Regions from separate parts of the Sus scrofa genome. Here region 1 is linked to region 2. A link is a contact called in public HiChIP or PLAC-seq data. All regions are on one chromosome and are shown on one strand. Each heading gives the region's core, a stretch centred on a gene start, on an enhancer-like site or on the middle of the called end of the contact. The rest is flanking DNA. Distances are from core to core; before and after follow the strand shown.

Evidence for each region. HiChIP or PLAC-seq counts read pairs in DNA pulled down with a chosen protein or histone mark.
Region 1: a contact with region 2 is called in an H3K27ac HiChIP or PLAC-seq map of skeletal muscle, with 5 times the contacts expected there. The contact joins the promoter of DLG1 here to the enhancer-like site in region 2. A contact is called at or near these places in 2 of 5 promoter capture datasets (fetal skeletal muscle and liver), 7 of 47 Hi-C or Micro-C datasets (adipocytes, embryonic fibroblasts, epiblast stem cells and 4 more) and 1 of 2 datasets of contacts at active chromatin or transcription factors (skeletal muscle).

What each region holds. Positions count from the first base shown.
Region 1 is chr13:132,817,716-132,824,466 of Sscrofa11.1, reverse strand. DLG1 (disks large homolog 1) reads right to left here and starts at 4,536. Exons shown (of 27, transcript XM_021070096.1): 1 at 4,516-4,536; 2 at 2,657-2,705; 3 at 1,844-1,975. The coding sequence starts at 2,675.
Region 2 is chr13:132,643,829-132,650,380 of Sscrofa11.1, reverse strand. BDH1 (D-beta-hydroxybutyrate dehydrogenase, mitochondrial) reads right to left here. Exons shown (of 7, transcript XM_021070089.1): 7 at 3,110-5,256. The coding sequence ends at 4,787. Among named protein-coding and RNA genes, the nearest start is that of BDH1, 45 kb to the right of the region's middle. Within about 2 kb of position 2,615, at least 11 of the 83 cell types and tissues checked have an H3K27ac peak or open chromatin away from gene starts, as enhancers often do. A contact at or near this core is called in skeletal muscle, where this site is marked.

The DNA of each region.
Region 1 (6,751 bases), core at 3,287-5,786, 170 kb before region 2:
TCCAAACATAGCAGATCTACCTCCAATCTACAGAGAAATCTAAGTGTAGGTTTTGTTTGGTTGCTTCACTAACCATTTAATTTTCTTAAGTAGACTCCACACAGAGGATTCCATTTATGTCTCTATGTAAAAGAAGATGTAGAAGTCACACTACTTTTTTCTAAACAGTAACCCTACTAAATAAAACATTCTTAGATTTAATGTTGATATAGAAAAACAATTAAAAATGGTTTTCCCTTTTTTATTTCTTCAGAGGAATTCGATTTGATCATGCATTTGGACCTTAAAACTCAAGAACTTAGAAATTCAAGTGTAAAAAATGTCCATCAGTCTAAACAAAAAAGGCAAATGCTGGCAAATTTTGAAGACTGGTGACAGATATATAGCAGTTCCCTACACTGTTCTCTCTGTTGTTGTGTTTTCTAAAGTCTGTAAAAATGCTAAATTAAAAAAAAAAAATTATTCAGGTATATTGAATGATCTTCTTCAAAGTCTTCTCTAATACTAAAACTAATTTAGTAGACTCAATTTACCAGGAAGTTGACAGTATACACTAATTTGAAAGTAGCCTTCAAATCACATCAAAAGTTACTCTTGGAGTTCCCGTCGTGGCGCAGTGGTTAACGAATCCGACTAGGAACCATGAGGTTGCGGGTTCGATCCCTGCCCTTGCTCAGTGGGTTAACGATCCCGCGTTGCCATGAGCTGTGGTGTAGGTTGCAGGCGCGGCTCGGATCCCGAGTTGCTGTGGCTCTGGCGTAGGCCGGTGGCTACAACTCAGATTCAACCCCTAGCCTGGGAACCTCCATATGCCGAGGGAGCAGCCCAAGAAATAGCAAAAAAAAGACAAAAAAAAAAAGTTACTCTTATTGATCCATAGATATAAAGCTGTAACTACTTTGAAGTTACAGAGGAAAAGACTGTAAAACAATGAACTATATGTCCTACTTTAACATGACTAATAAAGACTCATTTTATTCTTACAATTGAAGAGGACAATTTTCTAGTTCAGTGGTTGGTACACATTTCAAGGAACCTCGAGGAGAGGGCTAGAGGCAGGTCACCCTATTTTACACATCGGAGATTGTGTACAAAATACCAGATTTTTCTTTTAAAAAGGGTCTAGTTACTTTTTAGAAAAAGCCTTAAAAACCACTGTTCCGCAGCACCCACATGCTACAGTTAACAGTGACTTAGAAAAGATTAAATGGCTTGTACTGTATCAATCAATGGCAATATCAGGAAGATAATTCAGCACTGTTGACTATTTGTGCAGTTCCTTAAAACAATGCACCACTTCAAATTTAAGTTACAGTTGAGAATAAAACTGTTTCAATATTCTTATCTGTAAATTAAGATTAGACAAGATCATCTCTAAGATCATTTTCCAGGTCTGAAATTCTGACTCTGCAAATGCCAAGTTTAAACAGAGGTCTATATTAAGGGAATGGATGTTCTTAAACATAGCAGAACTCTTCAAACATTTTCAGCGACTCCAGAGAAATACAAGTCAAACACAGAAAGAAGCTAAGTGTTTTTCAGTCAATAATTTTTGGATCAAGAAACATTTTTTCAACTTCTTCATCTTTCAAAGCATGGATGTGAAACTCTGTTATCAAAGACCTCTGAAATAATCATACTGAATGTTTTTTTAGTTATTAGATACTTTTGGAAGGGATATTGGCCTAAGTATCAAAATACACAACTCCTTGGATGTTCAAGTTACTGAATGCCTCACAGAGAACCAAATACATCACTCTCTTTAAGTTTAAAATAAATGAATTCAGAGAAACAATAAGTCTAGCTGACACATAATGACCACCAATAAAGTTTTGATTCCCACCTATTAAAGCCTGAAAAAGGTTGCTCTGAAATATGTTAATAACCCGTTCTATGGAACTTCTGAGCTGTCTGTCTTCAGTTTGGCTTAGTTTTGAACGATAGTCTTCCAAAAGGTGTAATGCTCTCTGGGTATCTGAAAAGAATAAAAAAGTCTGATTAAAATTATATATTTACAAGAAAATATTACATGTTAGCTGTGTAGCAAATGATTGTGCAAGACATCTAAACAGTTCCCCAAACCCTCCAAGTCAATCCATGCTATATGATCATGCACACAAATATATTCCCTAGAATGATCCAAAAAAAATTTAAACATGTCACGGTAGATGAACAAAAGGTGAGTAGTTTGTAATAAATGTGTACTAGCAGTCTACCCCATAAAAGATCACTTGATCAAAATATTAGTAATATAGTTTCAGGTGATCTGATATACAAAAGCGGATTATCCACAACTCATCATTATAACCCAAATATTGTTTCAAAATTACTAGCTCTTAGCCAGTCTCCCACATTAGCCCACAAAATAGTGCTTAGTAATAATAAAGCCAAATATTGAAACACCAACACAGAATTTTAAAAAAGACATTTCAGAAAAAAAAGTGAATTGCCTCTCCAGTCACTAGAGAGACACAAGGAAAAAAGTTTGACCAACAATGAGGTGTTTCCATCTTCTGAATGATGTGAGGCTTAGATTCCCGAAGCAGAAAGAGTAGGATTGTGATGTCTTTCAGAATTACACAAACATATTTAAAACAAAATAGACATACGGAAAAGCAAGTGACACCCACAAGAGAGTTCCCACGTAAATTCTCACCTTGCTTCCGGACCGGCATTTTCCTCCAGAATCAGGAAGAGGCACACACCTTTAAAGAACAAAACAAAAAGGAAAGAGAACTAAAGAAGAGAATCGTGGTTAAATTAGCATTTCCCCCTAACTCTCAAATCGAAAACCCCCCAGCCCCATTTGAAAAGCCCACCTGGCAAAGTTTTCCTAAGTGAAAAGAAGAACCTCAAAACCCAGCAGTGTCAGTCAATCTAGAAAGCTTTAAACTACGGTGGGTACCCCTGCAAATTAAGAGCTGACAGAAGCTTCAAAATTCTCCTCGAAAGCTGCTCCCTCTCAAGAGAGCACTAAATGCCCAGACATGGGGCCACCCCTCTCCCGGCAGAAGCGTGCATAGTTCTCACCTACTACTGGAAGGGTGAGGAAGTCGCTCCGACCCTTGGCCCCTAAGCCAGAGGCGGCCGTAAAGCGCTCAGAGAAGGGGCCAGCTGGACTGATCACCCCGCCCTGCCCGGACCCCTCCTCTCGCTTGCCTGTCTCCAGCTCGCTTCCTCCGAGCTACTCCAGCAGGGTCCAGACAGGGAAGCGGCCGCTCTCCGCGACGCCCTCGCGACCCACATGCACACCTCCGCGGGCCCCCACACCTGCGGCGCCGCCACAAAGTTCCTGCCAGTGCCGTGCGCTCCGAGCAGCGGTGCGCTCCGGCCGGTCTCGGGGCGGCTCCCCCGCCCTGCCCCGCTCCACGTCCCCCCGCCCCGCCCGGGGCTCGCGGAGCTAAGCAGAGAGGGGTGAGGGAACGGGGGAGGAGCTCCCCTCGGTTGCCGCACCCCCACGGCCTCTTCCTCCTCCGCCGCCGCCGCCGCTGGTGCCTACTCACTCGCCGCGGCCCGCTAGCCCGCTCGCCCGCTCGGCTCCTGGCCGCCCCACCCCCGGAACCTCGCCTCCTTCCGCGCCCCCAACCGCTCTCCCCCCAAACTTTCCGCCAAGATGGCGGCCCTGAAGCTGAACTGCCGCGCCCCCACGTGACCGCTCTCCCGGCGCTCTCAGCCAATGGGAAGTGAGGAGGCGGCTCGCGCGGAGCCCGGGGCTCTCCGCTGTGCTACCTTTGGGTTGGAAGGGGGAGGAGGGCCTGGAGCGGGGTGGGGAACGCGAAAGGGGCCCGGGGAGCGTCTAAGCAAACCTCTTCGTTTAAAGGGGGAGGCCATCGAAGTGGCTCTGAGGACAAAGGAGTTGACAAACAGACTCTACAGGTGGTCTGGGGGGCCTGGAAGAGCCCGCCTCTACCCCTCCTTCTCTTCGCCCAAACCCGCCGGTGTGTCCAGCGTTTCTAAGCAAGTGGCGCGCCAGGCCCGGAAGGGTCAGGGTGTGGAAAGACCTAACCTCACCTACACCAGATCCAAGACACACATTCCGAGACATCCTTTAATCTCACTAAGCACGTGCTGTTTTCAATTCCTGGGCAGGAGATAGTACTTGGAGCCCCCGGAGGTGGATCCCCAACCTGGAAAAGCGTGCTCGGGGAGGGGTCGAATCCGCCACCCACCCACCGCAGGAGGGAGGAAAAGGAAGGAGTTTGGGCGGGGGGGCGCGCCGTCTCTGCACTCATACACTTTGTAATAATTTTTTTAAAGTTACTATTAGTCCCTCAGTAAAAGTTGGGGGGGGGACTGAAAGAAGGGCAGGTAAAATAGGGATATTCGTTAATTTGATAGGAATTTGAGGGTTTTATTGGAGCATTTTTAAGTCTATGTGATTAATTCCAAGTATAAAGGCATTTAAGAATGGGAAGAGAAAATTCGTTCTTTTTCACTCACTCATTCATTCCCCCTTGCCTGCAACCTCCGCCTAGTCATCAGCCCCAATCTCTGGCGGCGCCTTTAATAGCTCACCTGTAGCTACCGCAGCCGAGCCGCAACTTGGCAGGCACGGCTAGTTTAAGTTTCGATTACACCTGGGAGCGGGACTATGGGAGGGCCGGGACCACGCTCCCTGCCTGAGCCACTCAAGTTGTCGAAAGAGAATCCGGAAAACCTCTCTAAGTCACTCCCAGATCTTCGAGCCTCTTCCGCGTAACAGGGACCTACCTCCCTGCTCTGAGGTGCAGAGAGAAGAATCTGCTTAAGTTTGCCCAGAATTAGTGACAAAACTGGAAATACAGAGATCATGTCTTTCAAATCGAAAGTCTCTTTCCAGCAAACCTGATAGCCTTTCACTGAGACAGTACCCTTGGGCCAATAAAGGGAAGTCCGGGGAGACTTGTAGTGTAACAGTTGTTTAGAGGTTTGCTGACCACAGAGTTTCACTTTTGGAATGCACCTTGGAATCCTAACTTGACCCACTCTCTCAGTTTAAGATAAGGAAACAGAGGTCCAGGGTAGGGAAGCAATTTGCCCAAGAATATAGGCTAATCAGCGGCAGCAGCCCAGAATTAGCTCACCTAGCTCCAGTCCAGGGCTCCTTCCACTGCGATTTTTGACAACTTGATAGTAGTATGCTGGTACTGGCAGCAAATCTATGGTCTCCTGCATCATGGAAGTTTGAGCAACAGGTAAAGCAACACTACAAAGAAGAAATGGGATGGAAAAGCAAAAGGAAGCTCTTAAAAGTAAGGAGCTTAAATAGAGGGATTTTTGAAAATAGTAAAATGGTGGGGAGAGTTAATAGTGAAAATGGCTGATGGCTATCAAGACTTCATTGAGGAACTGCGAATGAAAGGGTTCCATTTAAGGAACTATTCTAAGAATGGAATATCTTCAGAATTTAGGAGAAGGAGGAAGGGATTTCACCCACTGTTCATCCATTGTTCAGGAAATGGAGATAAAAACAGAGATCCAAGCCCTGCTCTCAGGACCCACAGCCTAATAACAAATGGATAAAGGCCAGTGCAGGTTTTTCCAGGGGCCGCTGAAAAGTCAAAAACAAAATTTGTACAAGTTCTCAATGTCTTCCTAGTCCTCCCCTAAAAACAAAGAGGAGGGGGAGAAGGAAAAGGAGACGAGGGCACAAAGCCCTTCCTTCTTGTCATCTCCTAGCCCTATGTGGTCAGCTGTGTCCAGAATGGACATGAATGCAGCTAGCCCTTGTTCCACCACTGGGGGTGAAGACAAGTTCAGGCTCAGAATGAGGGGCCTTTAATCTTTATTCCTCCTTTCTATCCATCCGTACGTATCACTTACCTAGAGCTGCATAACAAATTCCTTAAAGCTTAGCAGCTTAAGACTCAGTTCCTCAATAACTAAAACAGCAATAAACATCATCTCACAGTTTCTGTGCATCAGAATTTCAGGAGAGCCTTAGCTGGATGGTTCTGTTGTGGTCTCAAGAAACTGTAGTCGAGTTGTCTACCAGGACTACAGTCATCTGAAAGCTTAACTGGGATTAAAGGAGGCTCTTCCAGTATGGGTGTATGGCTATTCCAATATGCCAATTCTGACTGTTGACAGGAGGCCTCAGTTTCTCACCAAGAAGTTTTGTCTTTAGAGTTTGAATGTCGTCATGACATGGTGGCTGGCTTCCTCCAGAGCAAGTTTTCCAAGAGAGCAAGGCAACAGCCACAACATCTTTCATGACCTAATCTCAGAAGTAACATTCCATCATTTCTGTAATATCCTCTTATTGGTTACTTAGGTCAGCCTCAAGATACCAGGAGGTAAGAATCATGAAGTGCTTTCAAAGACGCTGGCTACCACATTACATACAGCAATGGCATCTGGACTTTTCCAAACAGCTTTTATTTCCTTGAAGTCTTCCTTATTTTATGCAGGGTGCAGCTGCCATCCGCTAAGATCCAATACAAGATCTGACTATTTTCCAACCTCCTCATTAAAAATAATAATAAAAATGGGAATTCCCATTGTGGCTCAGCAGAAATGAATCTGATTACACTAGTCAGTGACCATGAGGTTGCAGGTTTGATCCCTGGCCTCGCTAAGTGGGTTAAGGATCCGGCATTGCTGTGAGCTGTGGTGTAGGTCTCAGAAGTGGCTTGGGTCCCACATTGCTGTGGCTGTGGTGTAGGCCAGCAGCTGTCGCTCCAATTCAACCCCTAGCCTGGGAACTTTCATATGCCGTGGGTGCGACCCTAAAAAGCAAAAACAATAATAATAATAATTATATATATATGTA
Region 2 (6,552 bases), core at 1,366-3,865:
CAGCCTCACATTTTATAGAGTAATTAAGTTTCACCAAGAGAGCAGTGCAGGGAGTTTCTGGGTCCTGGTATCCCCTGAGGTTGGTCCACATTCACACTGTCTCCTCTAACATATGCACATCAATGCTGAGGCCAGAATGGTCTCGGTCCGGCCCTGGGAATTCTTCCTGGCCTTGTGCTCTCCACCGCAGGTTCCCCATTAGAGCCCAGGCTGCTGGCAGATCCAGACACAATAGACATACCTGGGACGAAAGGCTCAACCTCACTTTCTCCACTGCTTTCTGCAAAACTGTGGACTGGAAGAAAGTTGAGGGTTTTTTTTTTTTTTTTTTTTTGGCTTTTTAGGGCTACTCCCACAGCACTTGGAGATTCCCAGGCTAGGGGTCTAATCGGAGCTACAGCTGTTGGCCTACGCCACGGCCACAGCCATGCCAGATCTGAGCCGAGTCTTCAACCTACACCACAATTCACTGCAACGCTGGATCCTTAACCCACTGAGCAAGGCCAGGGATTGAACCATCTACCTCATGGTTCCTAGCCAGAGTTGTTAACCACTGAGCCTACAACCTCATGGTTCCTCATTGGATTTGTTTCGCTGTACCATGATGGGAACTCCGAAAGTTGAGTTTAATGTTCCCTGCCATCACTCCTTCACAGGCTACATGGCCAGCCTCTGGCTAAGTGGTCCAGCCCAGCTCCAGGGCCCTGATGGACAGACAGAGGCAGCCTGGGGGTAAGGGAGAGGGGCCTAGGGATGGAGGCCAGGACTGGATTTCTGTCTTGGCTCTCCCACTTCCTGGCTCTGTGATCTTGGGCAAAGCACCCAGCCCCTGAGGCTCAGTTTCCTCATTTTAAAGTAGGAATAGTAGCCCTGCCTAACTCATAAGCTGTTGATGAGGATCAGATAAGACATGACTCAGGTAGACAATTGTGAGGGGCACGTGTGGGTAAGAAATTTTCATCAGCTCAACAGATGTATTTAAAACCTGTCCCAAGTTTGGTGCTGCTCGAGGGGGTTTAGGTGACCATTCACCTTGGTATGTGTCATCAAAAATGAGATGGGTAAACCCAACTGAAACTCTGTTCAGACAGCGAGGAGTGTGGAAGCTGTGTCAGATGAGGGACCTGGGCTCTCGAACCTGACTTGGCCATTTCCAATCCAGTGTTCTGTGAAGCTCTGGGTCAGAGCCAAGTGTCAAAGGACTTAGGTCAGAGATGGTAGATTTTAGCTCAGTCTTGGGTAAATTTTCCCTATCCAAGGAAACGCCACCTTAGGAAGTAAGGAGATTCCTGCCCCTGGAGGGCTTCGAAGCCTGGCCCCTGTCTAGAAGCTGGGGGTCAAGCTTGATGTTGCCTGAGTCCCTCTTCCTTCTCTGAGGTCCTAGGGGTTCTGGCAGCCCTCCCAGCTCTAATCACAGGCCCTGGACCCTGCCCAGTAGGTACGCACCCTATTCCTCCGAAGCCACAAACCTCACAAACCACCTTCCTTGTACCTACGCACACCAGGAAGGTCTTAGATGCTCTAGGTTTCTTGTTTGTTGTTTGTTCTACACCACAGCCCCATAGCCCTTCTTGTCCCACATCCTTATCTGAGGATTCTCAGGCCTTGTGCTCCTACAACCCTCCAGTCCTTGGAGGGCAGCTCCAGAATCTGTTTCTGTTCAAGGTTAAGGTGTTGGTAGTCTTCGAGCATGTCTTCAGAAATACCCAGGATGGGGCAGTGTGAGCCCAGGCAGATTTCCTCTGGGAGGGATGTGGATGGGCTCTTCTGGCACATCCCCTCCCAGGGAGCAGCACCCAGAGCCCAGGGGGAGGGAAGAGGGAGATGGGGGAGGGCAGAAGGAGGTGGGGGCAGGGGCAGGGGCAGGGGGAGGTGGCTCGTGGGGTAGCACTCCATGGTTGTACTGTGCATATGCCTACAGATCTCTCTCACTGTTACATAATCGAGGTATTTTTTTCCCTCCTTATTTTAGATCCTGGTGCCATCTGCCCTGCTTTTCATGCATTACTAGCTGGAGGTTAGGTCTGACTTGGCCACCCAGTTCTACCCCTTCCTGGGTGAGAGACTTGGGGTGGTCTATTTCCTTGTGTGTAAAATGTCTTACTCCCAGGGCTGCTGTGAGAACCCGGGGAGAGGAGGAGTTGGGCGGGCTGCCTACTGGGCCCAGGCCTGCACAGATGTGCCGGTTGTTCTCTGGCAGTCGGGGCCTGGTGCTACCCAAGCCGAGGGAGCCTCTGCTTGCTCATGTCTGCACCTGCACCAGAACCACTTGGCACAGCTTTGCAGGGCCAGGCCATTTGAAATGCAGGAAGTAAGCAGGTCTCACAAGAGGAGAGTCTGGCAGTCCCCCATCATGGGGAGCAGAGGCACACGTGGCAGGCAGGGCCAGGCTAGCCAGTCACCTGCTCTCCCAGCCCTTGGCCTCAGGGAAAGGGGGACGGGGGTGGGAAGGGGCTGTAACAAGGTGCTGGCAGGAGCAGCTCTCAAAAAGCCCTCACCCAGCCTCCAGCCATCAGGGGAAGGGCCGTTCGGGCTGAAGCACCAGCCCATGGGTCCCCATAGACAGAGATACTACTGGACAAAGTTTCAGGGTCTAGCCCCGCCCAGCCCCCCTCCTCCCTTCCCCAAGTTCCAGGCTTTGCCTCAGACCCAGAGCAGCCTGCTCAAGGTTACACCCTGCAGAGGTGGCAGAGTGGCCCCAATTCGGCCTTCTCCTGGCACCAAGCTCCACATTTAAGCCAGCAAGCTCTTAGAAGAGCGGAAAAGTTGTCACTGAGGAGGTTTGTGTCTTTGTGCCTGGACTGTTTCTGAGTTGGAGATCACGAACCCTTTCAACACTTTGAGACCTCAGGCTCTGGTGGCTGGGAGCTCCCAAATCAGCAGCTGGGGCCTCTCCTGCAGCGAAGGAGGCAGAGCGCCCTCTTGCGGCAGGCGTGGCCATCCAGGACAAGGCGGAAGTCCTGATTTGAACCGTAGGGCTGGAACTCAGGACCCTCTGCTACCTGGAGAAGGGTGTTGCCTGGTTTTGGTCCAGACATACAGGCTCCGGGCAATTGCAGGGATACTAGCCTTCAAACCCAAGCCCAGGAAGTGATAACACAGACACTGCTTAGTGCCCTGGTTTTATTAAAATTAAGGCCATAATAGGAAGGTGAGCTATCAATAAGGCCACCCTGAGAGTCACAGAACAGGTGTGTGTGTGTGTGTGTGTGTGTGAGAGAGAGAGAGAGAGAGAGACAGACAGATGGGGTACCTGGACCCGCCCCTGGGGGAGAAGATGCCACAGTGCCCATCCTATGTATCACGGCTTCTATCAAGGATGCCCCTTCAACATGGGTCCCACGCCAGGTAGAATCAAGCAGACACAAACCAGAAACAAATCACCTCTTAGTCAATGAGCTGCTCCACACAAGTGTGTCCTAAGACAGGCTGGAGAAATCTCAAATGGAGATCTCCAGAATGTCACCACCCCCTCCTCACAGTCAGCTCTGAATCACTGGCTGCAGGCTGCACCCAGCAGCACCACAGACATGCAAAGAGATGCAGGGCGGGCACATGATGGTATGTACGGCTCATGTGAGGCTACAGAGCTCATCAGAGGATCCTTGGATAACTGGGCCCAGAGCAGCCCTGCGACATAAAATGTGAAGCCTTTTGGAGTTCCCATTGTGGCTCAGCAGGTTAAGGACCTGATGTTGTCTCTGTGAGGATGCAGGTTCAATCCCTGACCTCGCCCAGGGAGTTAAGGATCCCCAGCTTCTGCAAGCTGTGGTGTAGGTCACAGACGCAGCTTGAATCGGGTGTGGCTGTGGCTGGCAGCTGCAGCTCCAATTTGACCCCTCGCCTGGGAACTTCCATGTGCTACAGCTACAGCCCTAAAAAGAAAAAAAAATTCGTGGAGCCTTCCTAAGAAGAGGCAGGAATACACAATTTGGACCTTTATATTTTATATAAAGCAGTATAAAAAAACCGACCTATAAAGCAACGAAAGGGTAATTCATGTATCCTCTGTGGGCCAAAACTTCATCATGTACAAAAGAAAAAAAATTTTTTTTGTCATTTTTACTCATGAGGCTGGTTTAAGGATCAAGTGAGACAAATTTTTTGAACTGATGTTCTGTCTTAAAAATGTAAAGGATTTGGGGAGTTCCCGTCGTGGCGCAGTGGTTAACGAATCTGACTAGGAACCATGAGGTTGCGGGTTCAGTCCCTGGCCTTGCTCAGTGGGTTAAGGATCTGGCGTTGCCGTGAGCTGTGGTGTAGGTTGCAGACGTGGCTAGGATCCCGAGTTGCTGTGGCTGTGGTGTAGGCCGGGGGCTACAGCTCCGATTAGACCCCTAGCCTGGGAACCTCCATATGCCACGGGAAGCAGCCCTAGAAAAGGCAAAAAGACAAAAAAAAAAAAAAAAAAAAAAAAAAAAAAAGTAAAGGATTTGGCTTCTAGTTTACAATAAATCTGTTGTTAATTTAACGACATCTCACAAAAAATCTTTGTATAAAATCAACCTCAGAAATTTCTGACAGATGCACCATGTTTGCCCTGAGGTTTGAGGGTCCTGCCCACCACTCTGCACCCCGATCGAGAAGGTCCAGCCAACTTACTGGGCACATGAGTTGGGCTAGGTGACCAGCTTGGGTTAATGGTCAAACTGGCCATAGGTCCTCCTGGGATGGGGATAATCCACAAATGGGTAACCAAGAGGTGAGGACATAAGCTCCTCCCCCTCCCTCCCTTCTTCCTCTCCCCGCACCCAGGGCTCCCCAGCAGAGGCCAGTGTGACACTCCTCAGTGTATGTAGATCCTGTCGGAGATGGCTCCAGGCAAGTGGGTCATGATCTGCATTCGCACCCACCAGTAGTAGTCCATGGGGTGGTAGCGAGTGTAGGGGGTGGTGGAGGTCAGGGCGTGGGTGACAGCATTGATGACGGGAGACGTGTCCGTGGAGCCGCTGTTGCAGAAGTTCTCCATCCTGGCGACCATCTCATCAAAGTACTTCCTGCCGTAGTCTTGACGCACCGCCTCGGGCACCTGCTCCCACATCTTAGTGGCGATGGCCCGGATGCGCTCAGGGCTGTAGAGGCTGGTGGCGACGATGAAGTTGCCGGGCTCCACCACGCTGACCTTCACTCCCAGAGGGTGCATCTCGTAGCGCAGGCAGTCAGAGAAAGCCTCCACCCCGAACTTGGTGATGCAGTAGGGGGAGCGGCTCACATTGGCCAAGCGGCCCATTATGCTGCTGATGTTGACCACGCGGCCTGCGGAGGGAGACAGCAAGCCCCTGCTCAGGACGCACCGCATGAGGACGAGGGCCTGGCACATTTCCCAAGGTCTGGCTGGAACCTGGCTTCCAACCCCTGACACTTGCTTTGCTGTCTGCCAGGCTGGGGCTTGGCCTTCTGAACCATCAGGGACAGGGGGCCTTCTCATTTATAGTCAAGGCCACCTCGGGTCCATACAGCAGCATCCGCAGGCCGGATATTTCCTGGATAGCCAGCTGCACCCGGGCAGCACAGGGAAGGAGAAGCATGAGAAGCAGCCCTGCATAGCAGGAGGCCACAGTATAACTGGGCAGCACAGCTAAGCTATTGTCAGTAACCCCGAATTGTTATCACTTGGCTGCTAAGCCAGTAGGGGCACGGTGCCCAACTTGACTTCAGGGCTAAAGCATGTGGGTATAGTCTCAGGCACAGAGCCGGGAGGAGACCTGGGGGTGTTAGGAGCTGACCACAGCCTCTCCCAGCCCTGGGACAGTGGGTGGAGGAAGAGTCCATCCAGCCCTCAGAGTAAGCCCGGGTGGACTTGAGACCTGATGGCCTTGGATGTGCATGCAGGAAGCTAAGGCACAGCCCCATTCTGGGCACTGTGGGGAGGTACCTTTCAGAAACCTCTAAGTCAGAAGTCAGTGAAGGGTTGGGGTTTTCTTCTAAAACCATACTGCTGCTCTCTGGGTTCATCCTGTCATGGCTGGGACCTTGGGATAGAGCCCACGAAACTCCCCCTTTTAGCCAAAATTAATTGTAGGGAGAAAAATTTGAGTCAGTTTCTTCTTAGGTGGTTTGCTGACATTTGGCTACCGAGCATAGTTCGGGTGTTTTGTCTGTTTTTGCAATTTCTAATCTTGCTTATTATTATTTATCATTTTTACTTACTACCACAATTGTCTATTTTTTTTTTCCATCATACTGTTTTCCATAGCGGCTGCACCAACTTACATTCCCACCAACAGTGGAGGAGGGTTCCCTTTCCTCCACACCCTCTCCAGCATTTGATATTTGTAGACTTATGGCTGGCCATTCTGACCAGTGCGAGATGGAAGCTCATAGTAGTTTTGATGTGCATTCCTCTGAAACTTAGTGATGTTGAGCATCTTTTTATGTGACTGTTGGTCATCCACACATCTTCCTTGGAGAAATGCCTATTTAGGTCTTCTGCCCATCTTTCAATTGTTTGTTTTGTTGTTTTTGAGTTGTATGAGGTGTTTATATATATATATATATATTGGAAATTAAGCCTTTGTCAGTCACATCACTTGCAAATATTTTCTCCCATTC